Linked DNA regions of Mus musculus: region 1 is linked to region 2. The links are chromatin contacts, called in public promoter capture Hi-C maps. All regions are on one chromosome and are shown on one strand. The core of a region is the stretch at or near the end of the contact, and the rest is flanking DNA. Distances in the headings are between cores, read along the strand shown.

What was found. Promoter capture Hi-C pulls out the DNA fragments that hold promoters and counts their contacts.
Region 1: a promoter capture Hi-C map of maxillary cranial neural crest shows a contact between it and region 2, with 4 times the contacts expected there. A contact is called at or near these places in 11 of 39 promoter capture datasets (cranial neural crest, embryonic stem cells, frontonasal cranial neural crest and 6 more), 6 of 484 Hi-C or Micro-C datasets (Th1 cells, embryonic stem cells, nephron progenitors and 1 more), 5 of 130 datasets of targeted methods (the NIH/3T3 cell line, bone marrow-derived macrophages, craniofacial prominence and 2 more) and 3 of 9 other capture datasets (adipose tissue, liver and pancreatic islet).

Annotation. Positions count from the first base shown.
Region 1 is chr19:4,513,050-4,518,830 of GRCm38.p6, forward strand. It overlaps a transcript of Pcx not described here. Among named protein-coding and RNA genes, the nearest start is that of 2010003K11Rik, 17 kb to the left of the region's middle.
Region 2 is chr19:4,708,093-4,713,997 of GRCm38.p6, forward strand. Sptbn2 (spectrin beta, non-erythrocytic 2) reads left to right here and starts at 3,116. Exons shown (of 37, transcript NM_021287.2): 1 at 3,116-3,552. It overlaps Gm42061 (a long non-coding RNA gene), which reads right to left. Exons shown (of 3, transcript XR_003952887.1): 3 at 5,557-5,835.

The DNA.
Region 1 (5,781 bases), core at 1,607-4,106, 200 kb before region 2:
CCTCCTGCTTTTCTCTTGCACTATCCCAAATGCTGTGTGCTGGGTGCATGTCCTCCCAAATTCCACATTATCATCATTTGTGTCCCTAACACTGTCATGGGAACAAGATAGTGCTTAATAAATGTTTGGATAAATTTGAAAAGCTCAGGGTGAAAACCAGTGAGGCTAGTAGGGCAGAAGCTGGGGGAGACAGAAAGAAGTCAGTCTGGGGCAATGGCCGTGGTCATTAGGAGGGAGTCTCATCTTTCTGGAATACTTTTCTGTCTGAGCCAGATGCCTCATTCAGGTCACACTACTTCTAGAAAATTCTTGTGGGTCTTCTCTTTTGTTGCCTCTGCTAGCATGTTACCTCTTTTGAATGAGCCCCTACTTTTTGTGCTCTGGAAGTGCCTGGCTGCTGCTACGTTAGTGTTGAGTTGTGTAGAGAGATAGAACTAGTGTCTGAGACTGAAGTGCAGGCTGCTCCTGAGGGTTAGAGGCAGTTGTGTGGAGAAAGTGCCTCGGGGCTGATTTCTTGTCCAGAGGCATCCTCTGCAGAACTTGCATCTGCTCATTTGCTGGGACCTCACCTGAGCCCGTGGCTACCTGCCAGGAAGGAGGACCTGAAAGTGAAAGATGGGAAATTGGCAAAGAGAATAAACTATTTGCTTATTGAATGGGAAGTTTGCCTCAGCTGGCTTCCCAAGTGGCTGGACATTATGGCCTGAGCTTGCAGTCCCAGCACTCAGGAGGTGAGGCAGGAGGGTTGAAAATCTGAGGCCAATATTCTCAACTATACAGTGAAACCCTGTTTCCTTCTTACACTGTTCAACGAAACAAGACTTTAATGTTGTCTTACCCTTGACCTCTTGAACTCAAGGTCACTTCTTATCTGCCTTTGAGACTATTCACTTTCATCAAGCTGTTTTTTAGTGTCTGTCCTCTGCTTATTTCTAGTGACCTTGTTTTCTTCAGGGCCTTTCTTCTTGTTCTGTCAAAATTTGAACTATTCTTCAAAACTAGTGGCTTTCCTGTATTAAGCTTGCCAATCTATTCAGTTGGCTATGGCTCTCTATTTTAATATGATGATGATGTTATTAATTATAAAAGCCAACATGTGTGTATTTGTGTGTTCACGTCTGTGTTGGTGTGTATGTGTGTACTGCCACTCTGTGATAGGGACTTTGCGTACAAAGAGGTGAGACAACTCATTCAAAGTCATACAAGTAGAAATGGCATGGCTGGAATTAGCCCTGGGTTCAGGTCCTGCTAGCTGCTTCTCATGTTTTATCCCGTATTTGTCTTCTAAAGTTGGTTTGTAACAGTTTATTGGCGCTTTTTGGCAGTGCCTTTTGGCATAGATCTCTATGTAAAGCAGTACTCAGTAAATGTTTTATTGAAGTAAATGTCCTAAACATTCTGTTTCATTTTGACATAATCTATTATGACAACTGGCTTTCTGTAGACAAGTGAGCTTGCTGGTCTGTCTCCCACTTTGCTGTGTGTGTGTTTTTTTTTTTTTTTTTTTGATCAGTGGCCTGAGTAGCTCACAAGTGGTCTTTAGAAAAGAAGTAGCCTACAGAGTATCCAAAGTAGCTATATACTCCTTGTGTGTTCCTGGGGTGGGGGTCCTTAAATATTGAGGTGTCCTCTTAAATATGGCAAGGAGGGGCCTCAGCAAGAGAGGATAAGAGGGGGGGGGTGTGAAGAGAAGATGCATGGCAGGTCACGTAGGCCTGTACTTCATTAGTGTCAAGTTGCACAGTGAGATAGGCCAGCATCTGAGAATCAGGAGTGCAGGTAGCTCTTGAAGAGTAGGTGCTGCTGCCTAGAGAAAGTACATCTGGAGCTGGAGGGAGGAGGGAGGGAAGAAAAAGCACTTTGGAGGAGACAGCCTTGTGAGTTTTGTTCTTTCATAGTGGTTCCAGTCGGGCGTTTTACTTAAATGGTTATTGCATGTTGGCCCTCATGAGAGCATGCCTGTTTCCTCTTTTAGTGCTGGGGACTGATTGAGCCTAGCGTCCCATGGATACTAGTCAACTGCTGTATCACTGAGCTATATCCCAGTCTTGTTTATATACATACCTTTATTTTATGTGTATGGGTGTTTTAACTGCATGTGTGAATGTATGTATGTATGTAGTGTTCATGCAGCCCAGGTATCATATCCCCTGGAACTAGAATTACAGAAGGTTTTGAGTGGTCATGTGCTTGTGAGAACTGTACCTGGACCCTCTGCAAGAACAAATACTTTTTTTTTTTTTACTGTTGATCCCTGTTTCTAGTCCCCTTTTACCTTTTATTTGGAGACATAGGTTTTGAATTTGTGATTCTTCTACCCCTATACAGGCTTATGTGTAACTCTAGCTACTTCTGGAGTTTGAGGCAGAAAGATCACAGATTCTAACCCTCTGTCTTTCTTCTCAGTTATTGCTATTGCCCCACATTTTATAGATGACTGGGTGGCAGAGCAGTAAGATGTGGGGTGCAGGCAGCAGGGGCATTATGACCCTTATAGAACAAGCAGTTCTGTACACTCCCGGTGTTTCTGACATTCCTGGGTTCTCTGGGGAGTGTCTGGAGAAATGAGGATAACAACCTTTTTTTTTTTCTCTTTTACTTTAGCTAACATCTACCTTCTGGAGAGCTGACAACACTAATGGTGAGTTCTGAGCCTGAGCCCAGGCCTGTCAATGGGTCACATGGGAGTTTCTTAAGATACTGTAGTCCTAATGTGCGCATGCCATCTTTTAAGTTCAGTCAGTACAAAAAGGCACAGGCTTAGCTTTTGGAAAATCTCCACTTCATCTTGATCTCTGCATTTTTCTGGGTTTTCACAGGAAGGTGACATCTGGTTCTTTGTAAGCTCCAGTTGGCAGCTGGCCAGCTGCAGCAGGAGGCCCTTTTTCTGGGAGGGTGTGTCTTGGGAAGCTGGGCAGGGGATAGTGGTGCTGACCTACAGGAAGCATCCCTTCTGTGCAGCCTTTGAGAAGACCCCAAGTTCAGAGACAGGCATTTGGCAGTGGCACTCGGCTGTTAAGAGCACTGGCTGCTGACAGCCTGGAGATGGTCAGCTGTGACATGAAAGGAGATTGTGTCATCTAATTGTAAAAAATACTTGATGCATTTCTCTGATGTCTGGCAGCCAGAGAACAAGGAGTAAAAGAATTGTCCCTTTTCCTGCCTACAGAGCATTCAGCAGCACTGTCCTCTAAAACTTGCCACTTTTGTTTTTGAGACCGTTTCTTCATGTGGTCCAGGCTGACCTGGAACCCGCTCTGTAGACCAGGCTAGCCTTGAACACAGAATGTCTCCTATTTCTGCCTCCTGAGTAAAGGCATGTACCACCATGCCCAGTAAACCTGCCACTCTTAAACACTTCTCCCTTGGGGCTTCTCTGGGTTGCAGGTCACTGGGAGATCCGTGTGTGTCTGCTCAGTCTGAGTTCTAATGCAATGGTTTGGGCCAACATCTCTCTCCAGTCCAGTCTCTCTCCAGTTTGTAAGAAGAGATACTCTTTCCCTCTCTCTGAGCTGCTCTCCCTGCTTCACAGCTAGGGACCCTGGGGACTTTGTTGTTGTTTCTCCAGAGCACATGTTTATTGTGGGGTAGAGATTTCTTTGTACAGGGATTTTTCTTGTTGTTTTTTTTTTTTTTTTTTTAACTAATTGTGCAAAGAATTTTCTCAGGATGCTCTTCTTGACCCATGAGTTCCTGTTCTCTCTCTCTCTCTCTCTCTCTCTCTCTCTCTCTCTCTCTCTCTCTCTCTCTGTCAAGGTCTTTTATGTGTATGGGTGTTTTGCCTATGCACCACATGCATTACAGTACCTGAGGAGTCCAGAAGAAGGTGAAGGTGCTTTCTGGAACTAGTTACAGATGGTTGTGTGTGGGTATTGGGAACCAAACGTGAGTCCTCTGGAAGAGCATCCAGTGCTCTTAGCTGCTGACCCATTTCTCCAGTCTAGAGTTGGTTACTTTTGAGATCTTCCACATTCCTCTTGTCTTTCTTGTCTTAGGTCAGTAGTAGGTGTCTTTAACTCTACCACACATTCTCCTTACAAAGTCCATGGCGAAAAAGCTGATGGCCTATCCACCATTCACTTATGTTTTCTGGCTCTGTGTACTAATTATTAGTATAGGGCCAAGGTACGGAAGAAGATAAAGCCCACAGAAGGTTCATGAGCAGAATCCAGGATGCTGATGCTGTTGCTTTTTAAGGCTGTCATCTTTTACAGATGACAAATCTATCAGTTAGAAGAGAAAGTTAGTTGCCGAGAAGGGACCACTCCCAGGTCATTTGCTTTGTCAAAGCTTGTTCTGCGCATCAGTTCCCAGAGCCCTGCTATTTCCCCAGAGCTTTTCTTCCTTACAGTAACCAAGACTCTGTCATCTTAGCTGGATCCTTTCTGATCTGTACCTTTTTCCTGGGGATCTCAGAGGGAAGTGAGTGTCTGCTGTTGTTACTAAGTGTCCCACCAGAAGACAGAACCTTGGTTTCCCAACCCACCTCAGTCTGCAGCTTGTATGTTACTTCTGGTCTTAATTTGTAATCTGGACTCCAGCCCAGCCTGGGATATGCCAATGCTGCTGGAAATACCTTGCTCTAGCTATGTGAGTGTGGGCTAGGCCAGACTCCTGTGGCAGCTCCTCTTCTGACCCACATGCAACATGACATCCCAAGCTGAGGTTGCAGGGGAAATTCCATGAGCTAGCTGTGCTGAGTCATGCTTAAGTCTCCTTTCTCCTGTCTGTCAGTAGTCAGTCCACGGTCTGTCACAGTTAACTGTAAGACTATAAGCCTGTCACCTATATCTGCACTTGCTTTACATTTCTGAGTGTTTTCCCCACTGACATGCTATCAGTCGATAAGAAATTTATTAATAATAAATCATTAAAGTAAATGTAGTATTTACTTTTGAGCGATATTCCTTTCATGCATAAGAGACCTGAGATTTTGGAAGCCTCAGTGACTGGTATGTTTCCATGAAGGGTGAGTAGCATGTTTGGGTGAGGTTGGGTGCCACACCTTGGCCTGACCAATGGAGCTTTGAGAAATGCCAGATCATTCATAGTGATTTTGGTTGAAGGTTTTTTTGTTTGTTTTTTGTTTTTTGAGACATGATTTTGCTGTGTAGTCCTTGTTGGCCTCAAACTCACAGAGATCTGCCTGCCTCTATCTTCTGAGTACTGGGATTAAAAAGGCAGGCACCACTATGCCAAACTGAAAAGTGTGAGTTTTGAATTATTAAAATTGAAAATTAAAACATCTAGTTCTTTTAAGGATTTTTAAGTTTAACTCTCTAAGTGTAAACACTGAAATTTTCCATTTTAGATTTTAGAAAGATTTAACAATCACTTTGAAAGGCCTTTTGATTAATGTTAGTCTCCCTTGAATAATTCATTAAACCTATTTGAAAGTTTTAAATTGAATTTATAAATTATAGTTACCTTCTCTTAATTATTTTTTTCCAATTGCCTGATTAAAAATCCCTTAATATTTTAATTACTCTTATAAATTTAATAAATTAAGCCAACTCTTAAATTGCCTTAAACATTCCTGTTATGTTTTATTTATTTATCTTTTAATTTTTAGGGTTTTTTGAGACAGTATTTTACTCTAGCACAAGCTAGCTTTGACTTGCAGTAATCCTGCCTTAGTTTTGGAATTACAGGCATGAAGTACTATGGTTAGCCCTATCTTGGTTTAAGATTTATTTTATTTTAATGTGTGTGTATGTGTCTATGTGAGTCTATGTGAGAGAGAGAGACTGTGTCTGTCTGTGTGTCTGTGCAGGTATACAA
Region 2 (5,905 bases), core at 1,866-4,365:
CTGAATGTACTTTGTGGTCATAATGAGCGATTGTTTGATTACCGTCTGTGATCACCGTGGATCACAGATTCTCTTGGTCTGTGATCAAGGTTGCTAAAGCTGAGGAAGCAGAGCCAGTGGGTACAGAGAACTCAAGAAGGCTGCAAGCAAGCACAAGGCCATGGGTTCAGTTCCAACCAAGGGAAGGAGACAGAGTGGGAGAAGGTGGATGGTGCCAACACGCAACACGGACAGGCCATCAACATTGCCTGCTTTTTCCTTTCTTTCCTTCTTTCCTTCTTTCTTTTTTTCTTTCTTTCTTTCTTTCTTTCTTTCTTTCTTTCTTTCTTTCTTTCTTTCTTTCTTTCTCTTTTTTTTTTTTTGTTTTTTTTTTGTTTTTTTGTTTTTTGAGACAGGGTTTCTCTGTGTAGCCCTGGCTGTCCTGGAACTCACTTTGTAGACCAGGCCTGCCTCAAACTCAGAAATCCGCCTGCCTCTGCCTCCCGAGTGCTGGGATCAAAGGCGTGCGCCACCACGTCCCTGCATTGCCTGCCTTTTAAGCTCGCCTTAAATGTGTTTATGAGCTCACCAGGAGTGAGGGCCATGAGGGTGGGGGTGGGGGGATGAGATTTAGAACAGGGGCCAGAAGAATCATGAGAGGGAAGAATAGAGCTGAAGAGTAATACAGAACTGAAAATCCAGCTTTAACTCGAGGCATGACAGTCTAGCCAAGACCTTCCCCTGAGCTGTGGCTAGCCTAAGCAGGAACCTTGAATCCTTTGAGCAGCTCAGCACGCTAGGGGGATATCATTCCATTCACTTTGGCAACTCACAGGAAAAGGAAGCAGAGGTTCTCTTTGTCATTGACTGTACTGATTCACTACAGAGAAAAAGAACAAGTTTCCAAAGCAACCCAGTCGCAGAGCTGAGACAAGTGATCTCAGCATTCTGTTTACTGAGCATGCTTCCTTTCCAAATTGGGAAACAGTACAGTAAAGTCGGAGTCTGGTAAAACAATGGCTGCCGTGGACTGAGTGCTCGCTGTGGGCGGGGTGCTGTTCTGGTGCCGTGGACTGAGTGCTCGCTGTGGGCGGGGTGCTGTTCTGGTGCCGTGGACTGAGTGCTCGCTGTGGGCGGAGTGCTGTTCTGGTGCCGTGGACTGAGTGCTCACTGTGGGCAGGGTGCTGTTCTGGTGCCGTGGACTGAGTGCTCGCTGTGGGCGGGGTGCTGCTCTGGTGCTTTACCTGCAGTCATTCACCTGACCCTCACTTCGCATAGGCGAGGAAGCTCCATCACAAAGGAGCTAAGTACAGGTTTTTTTTAAAGATTTATTTATTATTTATTATATGTAAGTACACTGTAGCTGTCTTCAGACACTCCAGAAGAGGGCGTCAGATCTCATTATGGATGGTTGTGAGCCACCATGTGGTTGCTGGGATTTGAACTCCGGACCTTTGGAAAAGCAGTCGGGTGCTCTTACCTGGTGGTTGCTGGGATTTGAACTCCGGACCTTTGGAAAAGCAGTCGGGTGCTCTTACCTGCTGAGCCATCTCACCAGCCCCCCTAAGTACAGATTTAAGGACATGCTACAAAACCAGGTTTGTTGGTTTGTTTGGAGACAAGTCTCACTTTGTAGTCCAGGCTGATCCTCTAACCTTCAAGCTTCAGCCTACTGGGTGCTTGGCTTAATTGTGTGAACCAGCACTCACAGTTCCCAAGTAGATATTAACCTCAGGGCATCCAACTCCAAGGCCAATGCTGCCCCTGGTACTAGGGATTGAACTCAAGGCCTTGTGCAAGGCCACTGATCGACCACTGGGCTACCCCAGACCCCAAATCTATACTTTTAATTCTTCTGCCCTACTCTTTCTCTGAACAGACTAAGAATCACAAGATAAGGAGTCTCTGCCGTAAGTTAACTTGGTTAATTTGGACTTCCACTTAGGTGTCTGAATATCATTTTGATTATTAATAAGAGTGAAAATTAGAATGCTTTTAAGGTTTTTCAAAAGATTGTGCAATACTGGAATGAAGAATTAATTTAAAAACACTATTCTTTTGGTCAATCACAAGACCTAATATCACCCTTGCCTACTCTAACCACAACCTAACAGGCTGTCTCTGAGACCCTCAGTTCCCAGAATCCTGAGCCACAGAAACGAAAGGTTTGCAGTTTGCCTGATGCTGAGCTGATTCCCATCTCATCATCAGTTTTAATGTCTCCTGGCCATGTTTCCATGACGACTATCATGTACAGCTTGGCCTAGTCCTGAACATCCTGACTACTCCGGCTCTGGGGTCAGGAGAAGCTCATGTTTACACTGCTGGATGGAGTGAGGTAGTTTTTTTGTTTTGTTTGTAATTACAAATTCTTGGCTGGCCTGGAATTCCCATGTAGAGCAGGCTGGCTTTGAACTCAGGATTTGCCTGTCTCTGCCTCTTTCTGAACTCTGGGATTAAAGGCGTAGCACATTCTACATAAGTGACTTTTTAAAAATCATAAACACCCTGAAATACAGTTTACAGAAGGCTAAATTCCCGTTTAATGATAGAATCTCAGATCTGATTAGCAGTTTAACAAAACTCCCCAGTCCCTCCCCAACCCACTTTATACACGAGGAAAACCAGGGCCAGATGGATAAAACAATGCAACTGTTTGGTGGTGGTAGCAAGGTTTTGTTTTACTTTACAGATTTTTTAAAACTACATTGAACACAGTGATCTTACTCTGTGAAAATCATACCTGAAAAGTAGTGTGATTACATGTAGCTGTTTTAGATATGCATACCTTCCCAGAAAGAAGCAAAATGGTAAAATTTAGTTAACGATAAAGCTATTTTAATACCCTAAGCTCAATAATTCACTGAAAGAACATTCTTTTTGTGGTCCTTTCTTGTCCATCTCAGGCATTCCTAGTGTATGAAAGGGCCTAGCTCTTCTCAGGAGTATAGAACCCAAAGGCTTGCTACAAAAATCCATCTTTTTTTTTTTTTTTTTTTTTTTTTCTCCCTTCTGGTACCTCCCTGAGCTTAGTTAGCTCTCCAATCTGGAGGAACAGTACTTTCAGAGCTGGAGTGGGGGTGGGAGTGTCACATGACATAACGCACTTTTAGCACCCACTGCTAGCACCCACTCTGTGCATTTGCTCTGATTTGGGCATATTTCCTTCCTCTCCTAGGCAGATAGCAGCTCACCTTGGTTAATGCCATTAAACCGTAGACCACTCAGCTGCTAATAAACCAGGAAGAAACCCGGCCGTGCTAGGACTAGAAATGTCCATCCCTGCCCCCAACCCCCTTAAGACAGTGACTAGGCCGGAATTCTCCTGGTTGATAAATGAGAGGAGCTGAGGAGCCGCTGTGATGACGGTTCCGAGAATCTGATTTGTGAGAAGGCGAATCTCCAGGAGCACCATGGAGATGCTTTTGGAAAGCGGGCCAGCCTACCTGCCAGAAGGAGGACGAGAGAAAGGGGGCAAGGCAGAGAGAAACGCTTAAGCGAGATGGCCTGGAGGTGCCCCAAAAGGGACCTTTGAAAAGGAAACGGAGGCCGCATCTCGGGGAAACCTCGGAGGTAAGTGACATTTAAAGGGGTTGCGCATCCAGGCAAAGGCGCGACAGAGACAAAGGTGGAATTCCAAACTGGGAAGAATAAGCCTGGTTAACTGTGGGTGGTACCCAGACGCCCAAGGGTGTCGCGGGGCTGGCGAGGACCGGAAGGTGGGGGTCAATCGGGGCATCCACGCGGAAGACAGTGGGGGGTCGGGAACTGGCGAAGGAGCGAACGTCCTGCGTTTGCCCCGGGGAAGGTCAGAGACCCCCTACCGGAGAACTACTGCAGGAACCTAGAGGGGCCGCGGTTGCCATGACGCCGGGTGGGGAGGGGGATGACTCGCGCCCCGCCCCAAGCCCCGCGGGGCCGCGAGCTCCAGATGGTCCCGGGCCTCCCGCGGGAGCCGACGGCCTGCGGCAGGGGGAGGCTATTGTCCTCCTTCCGCGGCGCCGCAGTCCCGCCGCTCGCGCCCGCGCGCAGCCGCCACGCGCCCCGCGGCCGCCGGCCCCGCGCGCCCCCCGCGCCGCTCGCGCCCTGTGACAGCGCCCTCCTGCCGTGCGCCCTGGGCCGCCCCGCCACCGCCGCCAGTAACCTCCCGCAACCACCCCTCGCGACCGGGCTGTGGGCGCGGCGACAAGTGTGCCCCCACTAGCCGCGCTCCCCGTGCCCGGCAGGCGCTCCGCACCCAGGTAGGTGCAGCCGGCGCCCCGGCCCGCTTTGTCCCGGCCGGCAAGGAGGCGCGCTTTGTGCGGCCGCGTGCAGGCGGCGGGGTCGGTCCTGGGGAGCTCAGGAGGGAGGATGCGACGCCGAGTTCCCGGGTCCTGTGCGGGACACCCAGGTATCGCTGTGAAGATTCTGGGGGCCGAGGCTTGGGGCACGCGGACCTCTATGGAGCGCAGAGAAGAGTCTGGAAGAGTTGGGCTGACAGACGCGCTGATGGATCGGGGTCGCCTGGGCTCGGAGCGCTTCTGGCAGCGCATGTTTTTAGCGGTGCGTCGGTTCCTGCGGCGGACCGGCCAGTGCTGGTAGTGGGACTGGGGACGCACTAGGTCTGCCTGGGGCCTGTGAATACCCAGCTTCATCTAGCTCCGCAGCTTGTTGGCTATGGTGCTGCGTGGGCTTTTCCTCCCCACTGTGGTAGCTATAGCTCCATGCTTCCTTTTAGGGCTCTCATTGATAAGAGAAGTGGACACGGTTGGTGGAAATGGCTGTAGCTGCTTGAGAGGATAAAACCTCTTCGGGCAGTGAGGAAGTGTTGTGTAAGGTGTTTCTGGAGCCCCTGTACATTTACAGGCCTGTGGATTCTGCCTGTCACACAACTACCCAGCAAGGCTGCCTGACTGGGGTTCCAATTCTAGCTCCACATTCCATAAACACCATCTACTTTGGCTCCAGCCTCCTGCACCCCAGGAGCCCATGCATGACACTGCATGCTTGTCTGAGATGCAGGTTTGATTTCTCCGTGGGCTGTTTCTCAGCTGTCTTCCCCCATTACAATTCCAATTTTAAGAGCCTGTGTTTGTAGGTATTGTCAGTAGATATCCGCTACCCAGTTTCTCTTTAAGGTGAGGAGAGAAGAGTGAGTTTCATATGTGTACGTGTACATCTCAGCTTGAGCACCGGGCAGCCCTCTCGGCATGTTGAGAGGAGCACAGGATGGAGGGAGGGGGTGAAGGAAAAGCTAAGATGGAGCTTAGACTTTTCCGGTAAGGAAACTGATGTCAGCTCAAGCTTAGGACGGGGGTGGCAACCGAGGGGAAGTGAGTCTGAATAATTATGCCCCGGTAAAGGATTTTTCATTTATTTATTTATTTTTAGACCAGGTAATTTTCCTGCCAGTGGTTTGGGTGCGGAGGTAACGTGTGCAACACCATGCTCAGCCTAAACAGCACATTCTAAAGGAGAAAATGAAAGTCTCAGTGTCTTCAGCCCAGCTCCCACATTTCTCACTGACTGGGGAAAGGTTGGGTTGTTGGTTTTGTTTTTATTTTTTTTTCTCCTGTTCGTTGCTGTGATGCATCTTTCTCTTGCTTTTTAAAGTACCCTGGGTTTCACTGTGATTCTCTTTTCTTTTTTTTCTCCATGCCAATCCATCCATTTATACTTTGAGTCAAATGAGATTTTTAACTTTGCCACCGTCCCCATCTGCCCTAATGTATTATTCACCCTCTGGTCATTTATTCAGCTTTGGCTTCCAGAGGCTGTCAAGCCCTGCAGACCTTCCTCTAGTTGTTAGTTCCGTTTGATGAGCTCTAGAGCCTGCTTCATCTTCCCTCTGTCCTGGCCTGGGGCTCTCGCTCTGTCCTGAGTGAGAAGAGGTATTTCATTTAGCTTGGGATATGGCCTGCACACACAGGGAAGCCACCCACAGACA